6 separate regions of the Mus musculus genome follow, and all the other regions are linked to region 5. Evidence: chromatin contacts called from public Hi-C and HiChIP or PLAC-seq data. All regions are on one chromosome and are shown on one strand. The core of a region is the stretch at or near the end of the contact, and the rest is flanking DNA. Distances in the headings are between cores, read along the strand shown. Region 1 has its middle 48 kb from the start of Gm33970. Region 2 has its middle 24 kb from the start of Gm33970. Region 3 has its middle 4.6 kb from the start of Gm33970. Region 4 has its middle 28 kb from the start of Gm23934. Region 5 holds the start of Serpine2 (serine (or cysteine) peptidase inhibitor, clade E, member 2). Region 6 has its middle 23 kb from the start of Gm33970.

The links. Hi-C and Micro-C count contacts between places; a contact is called where the count stands out from the background. HiChIP or PLAC-seq counts read pairs in DNA pulled down with a chosen protein or histone mark.
Region 1: a contact with region 5 is called in an H3K27ac HiChIP or PLAC-seq map of oligodendrocyte precursor cells, with 3 times the contacts expected there. The contact joins the enhancer-like site here to the promoter of Serpine2 in region 5. A contact is called at or near these places in 2 of 39 promoter capture datasets (both in the 3T3-L1 cell line), 1 of 484 Hi-C or Micro-C datasets (uterus), 5 of 115 datasets of contacts at active chromatin or transcription factors (embryonic stem cells, forebrain, neural progenitor cells and 2 more) and 2 of 9 other capture datasets (liver and pancreatic islet).
Region 2: a contact with region 5 is called in an H3K4me3 HiChIP or PLAC-seq map of neural progenitor cells, with 33 read pairs. The contact joins the enhancer-like site here to the promoter of Serpine2 in region 5. A contact is called at or near these places in 2 of 39 promoter capture datasets (the 3T3-L1 cell line and neural stem cells), 8 of 115 datasets of contacts at active chromatin or transcription factors (craniofacial prominence, embryonic hindbrain, embryonic limb bud and 4 more) and 2 of 9 other capture datasets (adipose tissue and pancreatic islet).
Region 3: a contact with region 5 is called in an H3K27ac HiChIP or PLAC-seq map of VIP interneurons, with 3 times the contacts expected there. The contact joins the enhancer-like site here to the promoter of Serpine2 in region 5. A contact is called at or near these places in 1 of 39 promoter capture datasets (3T3-L1-derived adipocytes), 2 of 484 Hi-C or Micro-C datasets (granulocyte-monocyte progenitors and macrophages), 11 of 115 datasets of contacts at active chromatin or transcription factors (CD8 T cells, VIP interneurons, acute myeloid leukemia and 7 more) and 2 of 9 other capture datasets (adipose tissue and embryonic stem cells).
Region 4: a contact with region 5 is called in a Hi-C map of CD8 T cells, with 1.9 times the contacts expected there. The contact joins the enhancer-like site here to the promoter of Serpine2 in region 5. A contact is called at or near these places in 9 of 39 promoter capture datasets (the 3T3-L1 cell line, 3T3-L1-derived adipocytes, embryonic stem cells and 5 more), 22 of 484 Hi-C or Micro-C datasets (B cells, CD8 T cells, the HL-1 cell line and 12 more), 16 of 115 datasets of contacts at active chromatin or transcription factors (astrocytes, bone marrow-derived macrophages, craniofacial prominence and 11 more) and 2 of 9 other capture datasets (adipose tissue and liver).
Region 6: a contact with region 5 is called in a BATF HiChIP or PLAC-seq map of CD8 T cells, with 21 read pairs. The contact joins the enhancer-like site here to the promoter of Serpine2 in region 5. A contact is called at or near these places in 3 of 39 promoter capture datasets (the 3T3-L1 cell line, 3T3-L1-derived adipocytes and frontonasal cranial neural crest), 8 of 484 Hi-C or Micro-C datasets (the MNK3 cell line, Th1 cells, granulocyte-monocyte progenitors and 5 more), 5 of 115 datasets of contacts at active chromatin or transcription factors (CD8 T cells, acute myeloid leukemia, craniofacial prominence and 2 more) and 1 of 9 other capture datasets (adipose tissue).

The regions. Positions count from the first base shown.
Region 1 is chr1:79,989,098-79,992,375 of GRCm38.p6, reverse strand. No RefSeq gene overlaps it. Among named protein-coding and RNA genes, the nearest start is that of Gm33970, 48 kb to the left of the region's middle. Within about 2 kb of position 1,390, at least 9 of the 459 cell types and tissues checked have an H3K27ac peak or open chromatin away from gene starts, as enhancers often do. A contact at or near this core is called in oligodendrocyte precursor cells, where this site is marked.
Region 2 is chr1:80,060,206-80,063,828 of GRCm38.p6, reverse strand. No RefSeq gene overlaps it. Among named protein-coding and RNA genes, the nearest start is that of Gm33970, 24 kb to the right of the region's middle. Within about 2 kb of position 2,333, at least 22 of the 459 cell types and tissues checked have an H3K27ac peak or open chromatin away from gene starts, as enhancers often do. A contact at or near this core is called in craniofacial prominence, neural progenitor cells and oligodendrocyte precursor cells, where this site is marked.
Region 3 is chr1:80,032,060-80,035,667 of GRCm38.p6, reverse strand. No RefSeq gene overlaps it. Among named protein-coding and RNA genes, the nearest start is that of Gm33970, 4.6 kb to the left of the region's middle. Within about 2 kb of position 2,072, at least 21 of the 459 cell types and tissues checked have an H3K27ac peak or open chromatin away from gene starts, as enhancers often do. A contact at or near this core is called in VIP interneurons, acute myeloid leukemia, macrophages and 1 more, where this site is marked.
Region 4 is chr1:80,105,967-80,109,504 of GRCm38.p6, reverse strand. No RefSeq gene overlaps it. Among named protein-coding and RNA genes, the nearest start is that of Gm23934, 28 kb to the left of the region's middle. Within about 2 kb of position 1,549, at least 8 of the 459 cell types and tissues checked have an H3K27ac peak or open chromatin away from gene starts, as enhancers often do. A contact at or near this core is called in CD8 T cells, natural killer cells and neural stem cells, where this site is marked.
Region 5 is chr1:79,856,992-79,860,358 of GRCm38.p6, reverse strand. Serpine2 (serine (or cysteine) peptidase inhibitor, clade E, member 2) reads left to right here and starts at 1,694. Exons shown (of 9, transcript NM_009255.4): 1 at 1,694-1,848.
Region 6 is chr1:80,013,857-80,017,234 of GRCm38.p6, reverse strand. No RefSeq gene overlaps it. Among named protein-coding and RNA genes, the nearest start is that of Gm33970, 23 kb to the left of the region's middle. Within about 2 kb of position 1,609, at least 41 of the 459 cell types and tissues checked have an H3K27ac peak or open chromatin away from gene starts, as enhancers often do. A contact at or near this core is called in CD8 T cells, the MNK3 cell line and craniofacial prominence, where this site is marked.

The sequences.
Region 1 (3,278 bases), core at 141-2,640, 130 kb before region 5:
AATGGTCTGCTGTTGCTGAACAGAGACCATCTAGGAACAGGTCAGTCTCAAACAATAGCTGGTACCATTGTAGACGAGCTCCAGTGTTTTTCAGTGATGTGTCCCAGATCCATGTTTCCCCAGGGAGGTAGTGTTCAGAGGCAGGGCCATTGAGAAGTAATCAGATCATGAAGTCATTTGTTTCATCCACAGGTTAGTCAATTCATGAATTCATAGTTGTGAGGACTACTACGTGGTAAGACTTGGCTAGAGATAGTAGGTCATAAAAGTGCTTCTGAAGGGTATCTTGTCCCCAGCTCTTTCCTGTCTCTCTTCTTCCTAGCTGTTATGAAGTAAGTATTTCATGGACTGTAAATGGGCTAAAAAGCTTATGCTATCACTCCCTCCTTGCCATGATGCTCCCGTCCATAGTAATGGAGCCAGTTAACCACACATGGGAAAAGCAAATGGAAATAAGTGTTTCCTTCTTTAAGCTGTTTTCTTGGGTATTTTGTCACACCTGAGGAAGTGGCTAATACAGTGAGCGACACTTCAGTGACAACAACTCCAGCTGCCCAGCACCTCTTCCCTGAGACTAAGTCTCGGGTGACCTCCTGTGAATTTCAGACATACCAACATCAGCTATATAGAATTCCCCAATCCTAGGACAGACTCTCAGCCTTCTTCTAAACAGTATTAAATATAAATGTTTCATATAAATACTTCATGGTTCCTTCCCTATGTTCTAAAAAATATAAACACCACATGGTTCTTTCCCTGTGTTCTAAAAGATACTAAATACTTTAGTTATTTCCTAAACTTAGTATCTTTGTATAACTTCTCTTTTCCTTCTCAAAGCAGTACACTGGCCAATTGTTTGCTGGGAGGATTGCCTCTTGTGTTCCCAGCTATACAGTTATATAGAATACAGCCTCTTTCCTTCCCATCCTATTCAGAAGAAAGCAGCATGTATCACCACAATACCCAAGGGAGAAGGACCTTTTTAAAGCTTTTTCCATTTTGAGAGTCTCATACATTTATACAATGAAATATGATTATGTCTACCCAAAATTCCTCTCCCAAATCTCATCATATGTTCTGCAACATGAACCCTTCCAGCTTCCTCTCTTTCTCTCTCTCTTTCTCTCTCTCTCTCTCTCTCTCTCTCTCTCTCTCTCTCTCTCTCTCTCACACACACACACACACACACACACACACTCACTAAGTCCAGTTACTGCTGCCCATGTGCATGGGTGTGGGAACCAACTACTGGAACATGAGAAACCTACAAATTACTACATCTTCAATAAAGAATGATTCTCCCTTTCCCAGCAACTACCACTGCCAACAGCTCTTCAGTATGGCATGGAGCCTGAAGATAATCTAAACCATCTCTGCTGGGAGTGTGGCTGAATTGCTCTTTGTGTAGGTACTGTGCATGTATTCACAGCTGCTGTGAGTTCATGACTGTGATAGTCATGTCATATCCAGAAAAGGACACTTCCCATCACTCCTCCCCAGTCTCCAGCTCTTGCACTTTCTCCTCTTCTGAGATGTTCTGAGCCTTTGTGATGGGATGCTGATAGAAAAGTCTGTTCAGGGCTGAGTGCTCAGTATCTTCTTAGACTTTGCATGGTTCTGTATCTCTTCATTGACTTCTGCCCACCACACAAAGGATCCTCCCTGCTCAAGGTTGAAAACATCCCAGGTCTACATATGTAAGTATACATATTTATAAGAGACTTTGACAGCATTGCCTTTTAGCAATATAAAAATAGTGTTCTATCCTAGGGCCTAAGACCTCCCCAGCCATGGGCATTTGAGCAGAGTTTCAGTATAAGAAGTGAAATTCCCTTCTGTGGATAGGGCTCGGAAGCAACCAGAAAACAGTTGCTCTGTAGCAGTTGTGAAAATATTGCAGCAGTCTGCACATCTTGCCTGGAAAATCTGTACAGCAGCACACAGTACCCAGTGCTGAGTAAAAACACTGGAGTCTTTTTCCCCAGCACAGCACCTTCCTGCACTAGAAAAGCTGGTTAGCAGGGAGGGAATTTCCTGGTTAGTTAGAGACTAATGTTGTGATGTTCTACAATCCAAGTATGTGGTGTCTTTAACAGTAGGGTCTCCCCATGCACTCATGGTGGGTAAACAAGATCTGGGCAGTAGCCTGTGTTGTTTTGGAGACTGCTGGGGCTTCTCTAACCAATAACTCATGTGGGAGGTGGCATAGTATCCCATGCCTTCTACTGTAATCTTCATTTAATAATCTTGTCTTCTGGGTGGAAAATTGCTCACTTAATCAGAATAATTCTGCTCATTTCATTCAAAGTTCTCTTTTATGTAGTAGGTTTATAGACCTTTACAAAATTCTTAGGTTTAGTTAATCTATCATCTCATCTTCCTCATCCTCCTCCTATTGTGATTAATCCTTTAATTCTTGGTATTTCACCCTCTTCTCTCTGGTTCTGTGTGTTTTCTAATACCACTGCACTTAGGATGGGTTATGAGATGGTAGGCTTCAATAGGGCTTTTCATACCAACTCTCTTGAGTTAACCTCCCTTTGATAGGAGACATGTTAAGAAATAGAGAATAATAGGTTATAGGTAAAATGAAAACACTGGGCCGGGCGTGGTGGCGCACGCCTTTAATCCCAGCACTAGGGAGGCAGAGGCAGACGGATTTCTAAGTTCGAGGCCAGCCTGGTCTACAAAGTGAGTTCCAGGACAGCCAGGGCTATACAGAGAAACCGTGTCTCGAAAAACCAAGAAAGAAAGAAAGAAAGAAAGAAAGAAAGAAAGAAAGAAAGAAAGAAAGAAAGAAAGAAAGAAAGGAAGGAAGGAAGGAAGGAAGGAAGGAAGGAAGGAAGGAAGGAAGGAAGAAAGAAAGGAAGAAAGAAAGGAAGAAAGAAAGAAAGAAAAAGAAAAGAAAACACTGAGGAGGAATACTGGGGTGGAAAGCTATATAAGCAGAGATGGGCTTGGGTGTTTGGGGAAAACCAGGGTGAATATCGAAGGCTTCTTTTTTATTTGAACCTGGCTGATAGGCCTCCTTCATGGATGCTCTTCTTCTTTCTCCATAGTTGCAGTGCTTCTGAGATCTTTGGTCCTTGCTATGCCTTACCATAGTTAAAACACAGAAGGCTCGGCCATCAGCAGATGGTGAAGACAGCAAATCTCTTTCAATGCTAATACAAATTTCTGAGGAAAGAAGTGTGGTTGGTGTAGTCTGAGCCATGTATGTGTCTACCCTTGTTCAATCAACTGTGATGATTAAACGGGACCAGTCTGTCCAAAATGGC
Region 2 (3,623 bases), core at 1,084-3,583, 200 kb before region 5:
CGAATTTTAATGTTTGTATAGGAAAGAAGAGGGAGAAAGTGAAGTCTGAGCTGTCATGGTGAAAGGACAGGGCATACAGATGTGAGTGAGAAAGACAGAGGACTGGTACTTTTGTGGCTGCCTGATGCCCTTTCTTTCTTTCCTTCTTCATTTCTTGTCAATGTTTAGATGTTATTATAGAGTGGTTTCTTTGGATTGGGTCCATGACAGCCATGATGTGGTCTCATCTGATATTGAAATCTATGCAGCTGACTATAGGGATGTGATAGCTTACTTCCTGTACCATTAGACAGAGCCTTAATTTCATTGTTAATGCAGAGATACTTTGTTTTCGCCATTTTGCCCCTCCTTCCTCCCTTAGCAATTAGCCTTCTCTGTTAGGCTTCTGTCTACCCTTCCCATGTTTACAGTAATATTTTTTCTCACTTTATACAAATCTGGCATATTCCAAACATTGCTTTATACTTCATTTATTTTTCTTATCAATACACAATGAGGAGCTTTCCATAGCAACACACAGACATATCTGTGAGAGAGTTTTAATGGCTTTGTAGTACTCCCTTGCCTGGACATATTACAGCGTTGTGTCAACTTAAATCCCCTTGCATCATAGCCTTAAAGCGGCACAGTGTGGACAGAGACTTATTTCTAAAATATTGATCTCCTATTGAGCTGGAGGTTTGTAGATCACCATCAGAACAGATGTGACACATACTGGTGAATCAACTGCTATTCTCATTTTCACCAGCAATTTTGTTGACATGTCATCCAAACCCAGCCTTGGCTCCTATAACTGCAAAAGATAAGGTGCTGCTTATAAAATTGAAGCTCAGTCAGATTTTATCCTCTTGATTTTTTGCTCATAGCTGGAAAACGGCTGTTTGCCGATAGATATTTGTCAACCCAGCTCCCCAAAATAAAACCCTGATCCGAGTCATTTGTTGATTGCCATGGTGTAAATTTGAACACAGTCCTGTCAGCCAGCATCAAGCTGCTAACAGTTTAATATCGAGTTTGCAAAATTTCCAAAATTTAACAACTGGGTGGTGGGATAGGAAGATCTCTTAAAAATGAACCTGACACTCAGGCATCAACTCCCTCAGACAGAAGGTACATCCTCAAAGCTCAACTTACATCCCACTGAGATGACAAGGAGGAAAAGCTAAAGAAAATATCTGCAAACCCTGCATCCATCAGCATTGGCTGAAGCTGCCATTAATTTGTGGCACGAAAGGAAGGCTTAGAAACAAAAAGACTCACTTTTACAAATGTCTTATTGTCTGAAAAAATGTTCACTTCATTTGGTTTGTTATGCTAGTGTACTGTGGAATTTTGATTTGTACCCATAAGCTGCATATTTAACAAGCTATGGAAAATAGTGCTTCCCAGAACTCACCCTAGACTAATACAGTCAGATCTTCAAAGGAAGGGACATGGGACCCAGAGTGTTACTACTGTCAGGGAGCCCCTGTGTCCTTGGTGGTACCTAGTCTGGCCCTTGCTCTATTCTCCACAGTGTCAGCTGTGCACCCACAAAGATGGTTTGATCTAGCCCACATAATTCAAGCCTGAGGGAAGGGGTGGCTTTAAGGTTCTACATACATGACCCATGTTATAACCATCTCTCCAAAGGGCCAACAGAACTCGAAATCTGACTTCTCACTTTATTGTTTACATGTAAAACCAAGAAGAGTGACACTAGAGAATACCCAAAGTGACTCTCTCTCTCTCTCTCTCTCTCTCTCTCTCTCTCTCTTTCTCCTTCCCTCCCTCCACTCCCTTCTCTTTCTCCCTCCCCCCCCCCCGTTCTCTCAGCGTTCATTCCTTTGTATAAGATTTTGAAGAAAGTATTCTCTCTCTCTCTCCTTCTCCCTCTCTGTCTCTCTGTCTCTGTCTCTCTCTCCTTCCTCCCTCCCCCTTTTCACTGGCCTTGAGAAGCAGCCGGCCATCCCAGCACACAAGAAATTAATTACCCTAGAGGACCAGGTGCAACCATTTAGTTGGTTGCTATGGGAACAGAAGCTCTACATCTTGGATTTTCCAGTACAGTGTCTTATTTCATAAAATCTTCTCTTAGGGCCTTTCATAAAAACATCAGCACAATCGTGATCCGACTGCTTGGACGTATGCATTAACACAAACAGGAAAAATGCTTTGCCAAGTAATGAGTCCTCGTTGTTGTTCAGTAAATTAACTGAGAAAAATTTTCTGAGGAAAAATTTTAAAGTTTCCTTAAAAATAACAACTTTTCGGGGAATCTCTGGTCTCTGAGACTGACACTGCAGAGCCTGATAGAAATGGAAGTTTAGTCCAACATGAGACCAGGGCTGTCACCCACGATGACTTCAGTATAAATTTGTTCCAATATGCCTATTTTAAATTCTCCTCAGGAGAAGCCATTGTAGAGCTTTTTCTCTCAAACTTAATTATCTTAAAAACTAAAATATTTAAACTCACCACTCAAGCAGTGTTTAAGTTACTCTATATACGAAAAGAGCATACCACTGTTGGTGTCTTCGTTCTGACAAACATGCAGTTATTATTCATGTAGGATGTTAATGTTGGGTGAAGGTGTGGGATGAGGACCTAGGGACATTCTGAGTTGCTTTTCTGACTTTGTCTGTAAACTTCCCACTATTCCAAAAGCAAGGGCTGATTAGCAAGTAATTCATGGCATTACTTGCAGTGCATCAACTAATGAATTATAAGTGGATACATTTATTGTGTTGGGTTGGCAATGGAATTCACTTGGAAAACTTTGGGAATCTTTTCCCTAGGTTTTTACACTGAATTTTAATCCAATTCTAACTACTGAGCCAAGTCTTCAGTTTGGGGGCCAGTTTACCTTTTCTTTTATAGCACCTGTAACTTTAGCAACACCATCGCTTTCATCATGGACAATAACTACAGAGACTTAAATGACAGCATGTGCTATCTTTGAAGTACTGACTGTCTTAAATTCAAGTGTCTGACATGGCATGTCACTACTGGAAGCCAATTAGTTATATTCTGACCTTTTATTAAGTCGATCCTACTTGATATTTGACTGACACATTCACAATAAACTCCCATTTGCTCCCATTTGAAGAAAAATCCCTTTCTTCTAACTTCTCAGGGCAAATAGCACCTGAGGTGAAATCTGAGCCTTGAGGCGCAGATTAAATATCTCTTGCTACTTACACCTGTCTAATGTTGTAGAGAAAGCTGGGAGAATGTCAGTGGTTTATCTACTTTGGGACATATATTAATTAATGCTATTTTACGGCTCACATTAAATATTGAACGACATTTCTTGTATCTATAATTTGGCACACATTAAGTGCTTATTGATTAGATGAAGAAATGAACTTGCTGATTAAATGTGATGATTTCATATTAAGCTGCTTTTTATAGAGCATTTGGAGACCTAGACCTAGCCTATTTTCAGAAATGTTCATTCCCAGGAGTGTGTTTACCACAGTACAGTTGATGAACAATCTACTTGAGTACATGGAGTACTATTATAGATGGAACTTGCAAGTTACAGAAGTAGCTTGGCCTGGGTCTATTCCAGAGTTAGGAAAGCTCAAAGTTTATGCTTTTAAAAGTTCTTCTCGTTGACCTGAGCTTCACAAGTGAGCATT
Region 3 (3,608 bases), core at 823-3,322, 170 kb before region 5:
AAAGAAAGAGAAGACATCAATATGCCAGGAAGAGAGCCTTCGCTGGGACCCCACCATAGACCTTGACCTCAGACATACAACTTAGAGAGCAGCATATATTTCTGCTATGTAATAAGATCCTGTTCAACAAAATAGCCATAGAGAAATGAATCACTGTCCATGGGCTTAAATCTTCTACTCACAATGGAGAATCCCCAGGAACCACCTTGGAAGTGGGTGGGATATGGAGCAGGGAAACCAGATAAGTTAATTCAGGTTACATAGAGCCCCTACCGCGTATAATAGGGATTTGCTTGTTTTAACCTAAGTACACCCTATACACATGTGTGTCATGCTAAAATGATTGGCTGTTTATCTGAAACATAAATGTACTGGACATCTGAAGTTTCACTTGGCAGCTCTATCTACCAGCCGATTCTCCACAAAGGTAGCTTTGCAAGATATAAGGCAGATCAAGCTACTTAAACTAGTCAAGTTTTCTGTTCCTCCTAAAACTGACATTTCAAGTCCTTGGTGTGTTTCATCTCTCCCAACTATATCTCACGTTGTGCCTTGCGCATTGCAACATCTATTCAAAAGTCACTTTCTGAGAGAGCCTCTCAACTGGTGATCCCCTCTACCTGAGCCAATCTCACTAAATCCCTAGTCATGGGGCACGTGGTTCTAGCATACACTATTTCTGTATGTTGTGGCTATCTCAGCTATTGGAATGTGAGCTTTGGAAAGTGAGACTATACCCATAACTCTCATTCGGACTCCACAGCACTTAACCTAACATTGAGCAGGAGACTGACAAAGATCTATGAATAGGATAAATGTCTACATAGAAATTCAGAATATTGGCATAAATTAGTTAAAGATACTTTTGAGCTCTGTTATTGTTTCTAGCCTCCATAAAGACTTGTGAAAAACTCAAGTTAAGAGACTCTTGTTAGGGGCCAGAGAGATGTCTCTCAGTGGGTTAAGAACATTTATTTTTCTTGTGGAGGATCAAAGTTCAGTTCTCAATACCCAAGCCAGGTGGCTAACAAGCTCTTGAAACTCCAAGTCCCAGGGGATCCAGTTCCCTCTTCTGCCCTCTATGGGCGTCACATGAACACAGCACAAACACAAAGAAGCAGGCATATGCACATACATAAATTAAAAAATAAATTTAAAGAATTTGAAAAGAAACCTTAGCTAGAGAAATAAGCAAGGGGCCTGGAGAGTAATTACATTGTTGCTATTCAGTTCCTCTTTGTTGAAAGAATGTGAGAAATTCTTTAAATGTGTTTGCAATTTTTAGTGTGAGTTCATTTGTTGTAAGTCTATACTGTATAGCAGAGTTTTCTTCCATTTCCATAATTTGGAATAAATATAAGAAAGCTATTTCTTATGTTTGCATGTGGGTAGCTTATTTCTTTTTTTTTCCTGGACATATGTACATTTCACTTTTCTCCCCCCTACAAAGAGACATTTCATTTTATCAGCTAGAAGAAATACATAAAAATAACTGTAAGCTTCCAGTGGGAAGTTAAAAAAGTAGAGAAAAAAATTAAAATCTGCAATTTGCAAAGCAACTGTAACTCTCTGCAGTCAATAAAAGAAAAAATTTGGGAGTCTGTTTAGAGCAAAATTGAAGTCTTTTGGGTGAGCCATTCACTGCCCAAGAGCCTATGGAAGTGAAATCAACACAAACCTGTATAACTCCGGAAGTCTGATCCTATACATTTTGCATTCTTGTCTTGGAACAATTGACTGTAACCTTCAGAATCTAATGAATGACATTGTTGTGTGGCATCGCAGGGGTGTGGGAGGGGAAGGAGGTGGAAGATTTAGGGGAAGTGTCAGCCTTGTGTGGGAGCTGAAAACTTGTGATTGCATTCATGTGCTCCCTGCAGCTGAGGATAGCCATCAGACACCATCAGAGGGAACTTGGAGACACTGACAGAAGCAGGGAATTACAAGCTTCCTCAGGCCCCACCCCCTTTCCCGTTTAAATAAATACTTCTTGTGTTTTACTTCCTGGCCTTGACTGATACTTGTTATCCCCTCCTTATACCAAAGCAGCGTGACATTTTCCTCGGGAGGCGGAGTACAGATTTTCTTATGGTTATAATGGAAATATTTCCTGGCAGCAGACATGGATATGCTCGTCCAAAGGAAAGGCTGCATTTATCAAGGATCTGCTTGGATGCTGTGTGTCTCCCTGGGAAGAGTTATTTACTCTTAATTAGCCCTAAATACAGTTGAGCAGAGTCAAGGCCTCATTTTCAAGCCGTCATTGGTGCCTCAAATCTGACTGCTGTAGAAAAGAATGGCTGACAGTGATTAAAAAGGCAGTTGATGGGCACATATTAGAATTCATCATCAATAATGGAATCCAGTGAGAGGGGGCAACATGTAGTTTATGTTCACATAAACACAGATTTAGTGCAAAGGAAGCTCACATAATAGAACTTGTGGCATGGGCTGAATTGCTCTGAATTTAATTTAGAACAACATAAAAGATCCAATATCAGCTGCAGGGCAGCAGCCCGGCTCCAGCTTGGGGGAGGCATTTGTTATGAGAACAAAAGCAATTTCTGCAGTTTGCATGGAGTCCCTTCTAATCAGGAAGAGCCTCATGAGCAGCAAAAGTGGTCCCACCTTCCCTGGTGGCAGCAAGGCCTTCTCCACTGCCCCATTGCCTTATCTACAACACCCTCCTATCAGTCTCTGTGTGTGTATATATATATATATCTTTCCTCTCTGTCTCTCTCATCTCTCTGTTTCTCTGTCTCTCTGTGTCTCTCTGTCTCTGTCTCTGTCTCTGTCTCTGTCTCTCTCTCTCTCACACACACACACACACACACATTTATTTTATGGTTTATAGAATAGAATTTCTTCTTATTATTTCTCACCTGTCAACCTGACATGGGTAAATTTCTCTGGGGACCCAGGAAGGCAAGGGTTTACTTCCCCCTGGGAAGCAGGAGACTCAGTGGTGGACCACATCTTTCCATTCATTCCTGTCCAGGCTGATACTTTCCAGAGGAAGTACCTCTTCCTCTTCCCCCACCCCAAATGCCCACATTTCCTGTTCTGCTAATGGAAACCACCCTCCCCAGCCACCCCCAGTCTTATAATGAATGCAAACCCTAACCCTCCCAATTTCTGGCACTCTTGATCTAGGGGGGAGTCAAAGAACCTGCTATTATTTAAATGTACCCTCATTTAAATTAGATCTCTATTCAGGAAGCTGATCTCATCCCATAAGCCCTGCTTCCCTGGAGGAGGGAGCAAAGCCTCCTGAAGGCTCCTGTGGCCCTGCCAACCCGAATTCCCTGAAAACTGCCACTCTGGTCATTCACGGGCACAAAGACTCTGATGGCAGCAGGGTGAAGACTGGTATGGTATCCTGGTAGGTGAGTTTCCAAATTCAGACAAGGTAGGAAGGGAAGATGCAAAAGAAGGGAGGTAAAATTTCATCATCACAGTTTGCAAACGCTGGCAATTTCCATATATGATTCTTAGTGCTTGAGCCACAAACATTAGGGGAAGAAGAAAGAAGAAAGACCAATAAATAATGGCCAGCTTTACACCACAAATGTTATTGTCAGAATGAACAAAACCCATGAGTCTCCAAT
Region 4 (3,538 bases), core at 300-2,799, 250 kb before region 5:
TACTGTGGGTGGTACCACTTCCTCACTGGGACCCAGGACTACAAAAATGAAGAAAGTGAAGCAAGCATCTGGCAGGTATTCATTGCTTTACTCAGAATGGGACTGGATGCTGCAGGCTCCTGATGCCTCAACTTCCCACTGTGGTGAACTCTGCCTTAAACAGTGAGCTTTTGTTACATTATTTCTTATCACAGCAATGGGAAAAGAGACCAAGATACCAATCAAACCTCCTGTTTGGACTTGGTATTTTGAGATATATGGTTCACAGGCTGATTTTTGCGTTTTCACCATCACCTAAACAGAGTCTGTTTGTGTTTTCGGAGACTTGGAAAATCTCAGGCTTCCCTTCATCATCAGCAGTCAGGCCAACCTCTAAATGGGAATAGTGAAGATCATGGGGCTTACCAAAGATATGTGCATCGTGTTAGATGACAGTTTGTGTGGTGGTTTAAATATGCTTGGCCCAAGGGAGTGGCACTATTAGGGGGGTATGGTCTTGTTGGAGTAGGTATAGCCTTGTTGGAGGAAGTGCATCACTGTGGGCATGGGCTTTAAGACTCTCATTCTAGCTGCCTGGAATCCAGTCTTCTCCTAGCTGCCTTTGGAACAAGATGTAGAACTCTCAGCTCATCCACCATGCCTGCCTGGATGTGGCCATGCTCCCTCCTTGATGATGAGCTTCTGAACCTGTAAGCCAGCCCCAATGAAATGTTGTCCTTGCAAGAGTTGTCTTGGTCATGGTGTCTGTTCACAGCGATAAAATCCTAACTAAGACAGTTTGAATATGCTTTACCATATGATTGACCATGAAGTACCCCAGTGTGTTTGTTGCAGACATGGGCTGCATGGCACGGCTCCAAGCAATAGCAGATTTCTATAGTGAGAATATATATGCACAGTTTCTCTAAGTGAGTAAATTATCTTGACAAGTAGAACAATACTAAACACTGCACAGTCATCCAAACTGACCTGGGTCTGTGCTTTCTTGCCCATGAGAATGGCTTCTGTAGAGAATCCTAAAGTGCTTTGGAAAACCCTTTGATTCTTGCTTCCTGAAAGGTCAGAGAGATCAGCCAAGTCTCAGCTGTTGGTTTGATAGTGAAAGAATTCATGGCTAGCTACTTGCAAGGAGATGAAGCAAAACCAGAAACTTTTAAGGGGCGTTATTTCCTCTATCACAGCTACCTTTAAATTCTCCTTCTTTCTGCCAGGGTTGGTGCTAAGTCATGAATATTCATGTCTTCAGGATTTCCCACATGATACACATTATTGGCTGGCAGTTTGAGCCTCTGTATGCAAGTTTCTGGTAAAATGACTGAAACCTAAAACTTCTACTCAAATTCTCCTTATTCAACAACAAAACAAGATACCTCCCCACCCCTCAAAAACAAAAACAAAAAACCTAGGAATGCATTCTTGGTAAGACCTGCTGTTTTAAAACCTGCCCCTATAGAGATAGACACATTTTCAGCCAGTGTTATCCAGACAGGATATGACTTCATGGACACCAATAAGTGTGAATTTTGAAAAACCAAGATGTTTCTCTGCCACCTCTAAAGGGCAAAGCCACATCCTAGCTGATCAAGAGGTCAGATTGGCAAAACTTGAACAAAGGTCACTAGACTCTTTGGCATCCTGACAAAAATTGTTTGTTATTGTAATTTCTTAGGTTTGCCCTTAGGAAATTTCTGGTAAGCCCCATGGTCTTCACTATTGTCATATAGCAGTTGACAACCAAGTCACAGTCTGACGGCTGCTGAGGAAGGGAAGTATGAGGTTTCCCAGGTCTCTGCCAACATGACACAAACATGCTCTATTTAAGGGATGGTGAAAACAGAAGCGAGAAATAATTACAAATATAAAATTATATTGTATAAATTAATATTGCTAAGTCATACACACACTGATTTTTTTTGGGTTTTATCATTTTAGACTGCTACAGAGTACTTCGGTTATTAACAGTAGTTAGTTATGCACTAACAGCATATGGCTGGATGTAGCAAAGGGCTTCTAATATCATTGTAACACAAAGCTTACAGTCATTTCCAAGGGCTGACCATTTTGTGTGTGAGGAACTTTAGGCCAAAATAGACTAGTTTTAGTTAAAACTTTACTATACTATTAACTATTATAATGTCTATAAAATACTGTTAACTATAGTAAGTAAGTCTACTTATCTAGAGAGAAAGCATGGTTTGTACAGTTCTGGTTTCTTAGAATCCTGCTTGTGAGGAGCAGGGGAAAACCTGGGAGAACAATAATATAAAGGTTCACAGAGGATGTGTGTATGTGTGTGTGTGTGTGTGTGTGTGTGTGTGTGTGTGTGTGTGTGTGTGTGAGAGAGAGAGAGAGAGAGAGAGAGAGAGAGAGAGAGAGAGAGAGAGAGGCTCCTGCCTGGAATCAGCTAGCTATTCTATTCTTATTCTGGAGGAGAAGGGGATAACCAAAGAGGAGGAGACCCTGAGGAGAAAACTTGCTCCCATAACCAAACTAGGGTGATGCTTCCCATTGGACTTTGACTACTAAGTCATAATATTTATGTCTATGCAAATGTGAGAGAGGATCAATTTTACCCTGCACATCTATATTTAGATGCCCTTTCCCCTCACTGAATAAGGAAGTGTTTGTTCTTAGGTAGGCTAAGAATGGTAGGCCAGAATTCATGCTTTTTTTAGTAAAAGAGTTTCTTGGAAGGGAAAGAAGACAGTCACCAAATGAAGGCACTTGTCTATCTTTTGAAGAATGGAAGACTATTCATATAGGTGTCTAAAGATATTGGATAGTTTTATTCTTAGTAGTGCTTAGGATTCAGCAAAGATATGGGGGTGTATGGATATAAAGAATAATAGTATATCAGATTAATGAAGGATTAGGTGATGCTCTGTAACGGTAGTAAGAGCTGTTGGGAGGAATCAAATTCTTGCATGACTATACTATCAACCATGCGTAGTATCTGTGGGCTATGACATTAAAGTCTGATAATGATAAAATTTACCAGCAGGGGGTGCAGCTACCCTAAATTTCCTTTTGTGACTGACAGGTTCCTTTCAGAGTGTCTCTTTTCATACAAGAGTAGACTAATTGTAACTCCATCAAATAACTCAGATCTCATCACCATGACACTGTCTAAGATTGAGTATTAGCTAGAAGGGATGGGAGCCCAGCTGTCATCTCCACTTGCTTTGTTTTTGGCCAAGAGGGTCTGCCCCAGGCAGCTGGCTCCCAAATGTCCTTCAGTGGCAACAAGGGGATAAGAGAAGATTGTATGGAAGGATTAATAGACCCCTATCAGCTTTACTGAAAACCATTACAACACACCATCTGACAATAGGAAGTTGACATATTTCCTTGAAATCGCCACCATTTGCATAGCTGCTTAAAGAGGGAGATCTTCATACTTGAAGAATTCAAGCATTGGTGATCGTGTGAACAAATGCTCAGTGAACTTACCAGCAGACACTTTCTTCAAGTCCTTGCAGCTCCCTACATGTTCTTGTTCTGTTCTTTGGGATCCCATGGGTCTACCTAGGGTTTGACC
Region 5 (3,367 bases), core at 445-2,944:
GACTAAATCCTATTTATACTCTAACTGGGAAAAAAAGGGGGGGGGGGTTCATGACCTGCATTACAAGACACTCAAATCCTTCGCTGTTTGTCCATTTCTCCCAAAACCAGTTGACTTTCCTGAACATTTGGAACGGCAAATAGTGTTTGAGATACAAACCACGCAGTCCATGTGACATTAGGAAATCGCTTTGCAAAATGTCAGCCCTGAGAAAGAACTGGACAAAGTATATGGGGGTCTCAGTCGAGTGCCTACAACTGTCTCAATCAGCAGTGTCAGCATGAAGATGGTGAGATAGAAGCAGATGCAGAGAAACCAGCAAGCTCTGTGCATCTGCCTTCACTCACACTTCAAACTTGGCTCTCTAGTATAGTGATTCTCAGTCTGTGAGTCATGACCCCTTGAGGGGTCAAATGACCTTTTCACAGAGATCATCCGGAAACACTGATATTTATATGACAACTCATAACAGTAGCAAAGTCACAGTTATGAAGTAAGAAGGAAAATAATAGTGCTATGGGGGGGGGGGGGCGCACCACAACATGAGGAACCATACCTATTAAAGGGCTGCACCATTAGGAAGGTTGAGAACCACTGCTCTAGTAGTTTCTTATCTGCTTCCCCTCCTATCTGTAGCACTGCACCCTAATCCAGTGCCTTGTGCATCTGAGGCAAGCACCCTACCACCTAGCCACACCCTCAGTCCCTAATGCCTTCATCTGGAAAGCTGCTCTCAGTTTTTCAAGTCACACACACACACACACACACACACTCACACACACGGGTGGGGGAGTGTCTGTCATGGACACAGCTGTGTCAGTGTGGTTGCTCAGAGATCTGAGTTGCTCTAGCACTAGGTGCAGTTTATTTCACAGCCCTAAAGAGATTTACGGCTGTTTTTTCTTCATTGGGGCCAAACATGGGGCCTGATAGGGAGGGCGTTGCACCAAAGGCAACAGAGACTACCATGAAAGTCCCTACAAACCTAACCTGAGCAGAGGACTGAAGAATGCAGAAAGGGACACTCAGGTAACAGACCATGGGACATAACAGCCATCTGTTGCTGGCCTTGGGTCTGATAAGGTCTCAGGGGCTGAAGGTGTAGGTTCAAAACACCTGGATCTTCGGAGCTCTGAGAGTACTTCATGCTATCACCACAAGCAAGGGGTCAGTTTTCTGCATGTCCTTGCTTGTCATGTGCCTAGGAATCCCACAGCCAGCTCATCCACTAAGCAGGGATAAGTTGACTCTGGGGCACCTGGAGGACCTGTTCTAGACCTCCACGTCCTAGCTCCGTTATTTCCATCACCTGCAGGATTGCACACTGTCACCCCCCCCCCAACACCCCCAGACGACGCGTCTTGCGTCTCAGGGGCACACCACTGGCTTCTGTGTCGCCCACTCCTCTCCACTCCCCACAGGCTCATCCGGACGATCCACGTGCAGCTCGACCGGGGGTTGGCGCCGCACCTCGAGCCCGGCGCGTCTGGCCGGAGCTTTCTGGGGACCCGAACCCCCCAACCCCCGCGAGAGGGCGGCATCTGGCGACCGCGGGTCGGGCAGGGGGGCGTCCTAAAGTCCCCTGCGGTGCAGAGACGTTGCGGCCGGCTGCCACACAAAGGCGGCGGCGGGAAGGCGGGGCGGGGCGGGCCGGGGGGCGGGGGAGGCAGGAAGGGGCGGGGGCGGCGGCGGCGATAAAGCCCCCGCGCGGCCCGGCCGGCTAGTGCAGTGGTTGCACGGGAGTGCGGGCTGCACGCGTCACCGTCACCGCCGCCTGTCCCCCACCGCCGCGCAGCGCCGATCTCCCTCCCGGTTTCGGCCGCCACCTGGGGATCCAAGCGAGGACGGGTGAGTAGCAGCTGCGGGGTTCCCGCTGCTCGGAGGGGAGCCGGGGACTGTCCCCGGGGCAGCACCGCGACCGGTTGCTGGGGCGGGAACTTTCTCGAACCGCCTCGGGCCCCGCTGCGAGCGCTCCTGGCTCCCGCGTCCCTGTCCCCGAGGGTTTGGGCGTCCAGGTGTGCCGGAGGCTGACGGAACGCTCGCCGAGCTCGGGGTGGGTCCAGCAGGACTGCAAACCGTGACCCTGAACCCGAGGCGACTGGGCACTCACGGGTAGCACCGACCCCACACTTTTCCCGTGCGCGGGTCCCTGTCCCGGGCGACCGGCTCTCACTTGTAACCTTTGCCTGTGCAGTGTGGAGGTGGGCAGCGGTTTGGGGAAGGACTTCAGTTCACACTGGCCTTTGCAACAGGCTTGTCCCTAGGATACAGTAGCAGCTCTTTGCGATTTCTTATTTATTTTCATCATCTGTGGACCAGGGAATTGCGAGGCCGGTGAGTGACTCCAGGTAAGGTGAAAGTACTCAGAAATCCTCGGAGGAATTAGGTATTTAATTTGCCCCCACGATGAGCAGAGAGGGAAAGCTGCTATTACATAAGACAGCACTCCACCTTCAGGTATTAGGGAAGGTGCTGTTGAGGATTTTTAGTGTTTTAATGAACAAAACAGAATCTCCGCGTGTCTCTCCAGAGAAATCTCCAAACGCCGCTGGATCTTGCTTTGACTACTTTGCTGGGAACGTTCTTATATTTAGCATGAACATAAAAAGGTGTTTGAAGGTTTAACTTTTCTCTTTCAAGCCAGGAGGCAGTTTACTTTTCTGAACTGTTCTAGAACAATTGATCTGATCATCTTGTACTTTGGAGATTTTGTATCTGAATGGGAATACAGATAATGGGAGAAATGTCAGCATTACCGATTTGTGTATCTGAAGCACACTTAAAAATTGAAGGTGCTTTGAACACTTTCTGTGGTTCTAAAACAATAATTATACCCTGTTGGCAACATTTAAGCAAAAAAAAAAAAAAAAAAAAAAAAAATCTCAAGAGCTTCGCCACAGATAATGGAACCGTCAACAATGGAGTTTTAGCTGTTTTTTTCAGAGTAGTGTTTGAAATTTTTGTTCAGCTAAGGGTGACTCCTGAAGGTCATGAGCCGATGTCATCGTTCCTTCTTCTTTGAAAGAATCTAGGCAGAAATTTTCTCCCATGAACTTGACAAATTAGCACAGTAAGACAGAAATTGCCGAATCTCTAAAGGATGCTAATTTTCGGCCTCACACATAGGCGACTTGACAGTGGTCAGAGATGGGTTAGGATGGAAGAGTTGCTGCCCTCTTCTAGCCAGTTCTTCTCCCACAGGGTTTGGAACTTTGGCCTTTTCCCCCTCTTGTGGTGGTATTGCTGCGGGGACTCTCGATTCTGTGACCACGTCAGGTCCAGTGGTTTTCACACTCCACTTACTCAGTTGTTCTCTGGACATGTTCAAGACTTGCCCTCAACTGGGGGTGCTGTGCTTCTAATGTCA
Region 6 (3,378 bases), core at 360-2,859, 160 kb before region 5:
TCTAGTGTAGTGGTTCTAAGTAAGGAAGAAGAGATCCTGAGATTGGGGACAATTCAACAGGGAAAGAGGGAAAGTGTTGGTGAAAGAAGCTATTTGGATTGTCTAAGGCTCGTCCTGCAGAATCAGTTTAAACTCCAAACAAGAAAAAAAAAACATATTCATTTTTTTAACCTATCCTGGGAGATCACCAGAGAAAGGTCTGTATGAAGTGGACCTTCCAAAACAGGAGTGTAAGCTGAAAGGAATGGCCATTGGAAGGACTAAATAACAAAGACTCAAAAACGCCTGTATCAGTGAATGTCATGAGAGGAAGGGTTACTATTCAACCTCTGCTACACAGCATCCCCTTGTACCAACCAGAGAATAAAACCCCAAATCTTAATGAAGCCAACTATACCTCTTTGCTGTACTAGAACCACCCAATGACAACAACTATAGAATATTAATTTAATGTGCTCATGTCCCCATGAAATGACGACCAATAGGCTTCCCAACAGCAAAGGAACTCTCACAATTTCCTAGGTATCATCATCTTTCACTCTCCAAAATCCCCACTTCACACAATGACTTTTCTTAAGCTGAAGATTTCTACCAATGACCTTTCTTTGTAGGTGGCCTTGTCTCACACATCACAGAGAAAGAGGAAACTCTAAGACATAAGCAGAGCTTCAAAGCATCAGCCTGAGATGCCATCTTCCTCCCCTGCCTGTGTCAGTGATGGGGGGTACTGGAAAGGTGGAGCCCATGACCTCATTCACTGTTCTCCTCAGGGCCATTACTATCCACTCTTGATATGCCCGTGGTCAGTCTCTACTGATTTCATTTTATCATCAAAGGCCTCTAGGCCTTCAAAAGCAAATGAAAAGAACAGCAAATTTCAAAGGTGGTTCTTCCCTGGTTCTTCCAACCCAGTTCTGATGTCTGTATTCTTTTTTCACTGAGCTGACCTTTCTTATTCTCTTTATAACTTGTGCCTGGTACATATAGCATATAGCCATCAAGCCACACACATGGAATATATATGTATATATATTCCAATATATATGTATATATGTGTATGTGGTGTGTGTGTATGCGTATAGACATAATTTATATGTACATACGTATATATTACATGAATGAGCCAAATCAAAGTTGACCGCTCTGTCATCTTTGACATAATAATCATAGCTGCTCTCTTCATAGAGATTACATTCTTGAGACATCTCATCTTGACACAAATGTCACCCTAAACTGTTGGTATCCATTCAGTTTCCAGGGTCACTCCTTTGTTGATTTGTTCCCCTCTATTCACCCTTCAGATGTTGTGCTGCCCCAGGGGATCACTGGTGGGCCTCCTTCTTTTCATACTTTATATTATTCTTGGGCTTCAACTTGAATGCCTGCCACTCTCATTTAGATGTCAAGTTCAGAGCCTAGTACAGCTTAGATCTTCCCTTATATTTAAACGCCTTCTCCACATCCCACGGACTGCCTCATCAGCACATCCTTCTCCACATGTTCAAAATGGATCCTGTCATCTTCCCAGAAATCGCTCCTCCCACTGTGGTTCACATTGCAGTAAATGACATGCTCAATCAACCCCTGTGGTTGCTCTTTGAGAACCCACACCGCAAGTTGGATGCTGCTATGAGCTCTCACCACAGCTTCCTCTGCACACACCAGCAAGCTGCATGTCCTATTTACTTGATTCCCAAGTGTATACCTAAGTCTAGTCTCTCCTCTATAGCTCTGTCACTAGCCTAATCCGAGCCACCATCCTTTTCCTACCTGCCCAATTTCATGGCAGCCAGACCTCTTTGCCAATGACAGAATATATGAGAAGCTCTCTTCCACTGAGGTGGGGGTGGAGTGAAAATGGATACAGACTTTAAGTAGTGGGAACATCTCAGATACAAAGTTAGGATGCTCCACTTTGGTACTGTCTACAGGTGACCCTTTGCTCACAATATAGCTCATGTCAGAGGTATCTGTTGTCGTTAATGACAATTTCCTTTTCTACTTTTTATGCCTCCATCCCAGAGTTAAATATAGCCTTAAATCCTGTGAAGGTTAAAATCTTCACTCAGAACCTTTGGTATAACAATAGATTCAAAGAAGCTGATGTTGTGGGTAGATGCAAGGCCAAGTCCTGACCAATAGAGCATCAAACCCTTCACCTCGTTATCCTCCCAAAGAGTGAGCACGCCCCAAATCAGTTCTCCAGAATGTTGCCCCAGAAACACCCCCTAACAATTGTCTTCTCTCTCCATCTGGATCTCTGTTTTTCCCTTTCTGAAATTTCTGCTTCCCCATTTTCCAGAATGCTGCTTTCCCTCCGCTACCAAATCCCATCTCTCTTTGTCAGTATACTTTTGAAGTCTTCTAGGTCTGCAATGAATCAAGTCCTTTGCCTTTTTTGTTCCTGGAATCTGGGAAAGGCCAGTCTCAGCTCCCTGGAGTTGGGAGGAAGAACATCTGGCTTGCATTTTGCTGATTGTTTCTGTGAAATCTACTAAACAGATCAACACAAAAACCTCAAAACAAGCAAATCAAAAAGAAGCATTTACCCGCTGAAGGTTAATTTTGGCCCCAAACCTTACAGCCTTTCCCAGTCTTTATTTCTCATTTGAGCATTATTTTGAGTTTCCTTTTGCTGTGAAAATTTCACCCTACTCCCAATACTTGGCTACAGGTCAAAGCTTTTTCCCTTCTTCTCTGTACTAGAAAAGCAGATTCGATCCCTCAGGCTCAGAAGAGTCGATCCATGAGGTCATGGTTCTTTCTTGTGTTGTTCAGTCAATTGTGTTTATCTCCCCCAGTCCTGCCATCTACATATGACTCTTCAGTTTCTACCATCTCCTTGGTTGGAATTTCTTCCCCTAGGGTCGATCTAAAGCCTGTTCACTGCTAATGTTTTCCTTATCTCCTCAGAATCCTCCTCTCACTGACCATATTCACAGCATCTTCTCTATAAACCGATTTAAATGGGTCAGTATTGGCCAGACACAATTATTGAGTGAGTGTTTGATGTACATTCCTCAGTTAGATGGTAATCTCTATGAGGACAGCGGCTGTAATGTCTTCTCTTGTGTTGTATCCCGGTGGTCACACACAGTAGTCATAGGTGAGTGCTAAATGCCTACTGAGCACTTTACATAGATGCGTCCATTTGTCTCACACTTTTGTAAGATGGAGCCTCATATAAGGAGGGGGGATTGTGAACCAAACAGAAAGCAGCTTGTGCAAGATTGCACTGTCACTATGGGAAAGCCAGGGTTTGAACTCAGGAAACATCACCAAAAAGCCACCCATTATATGTGAAATACAACTACATATGACTCTTAAGAAACCTGATTCCTGGGGGACTGGAGCAATGTCTCTTTGGCTAAGAACACA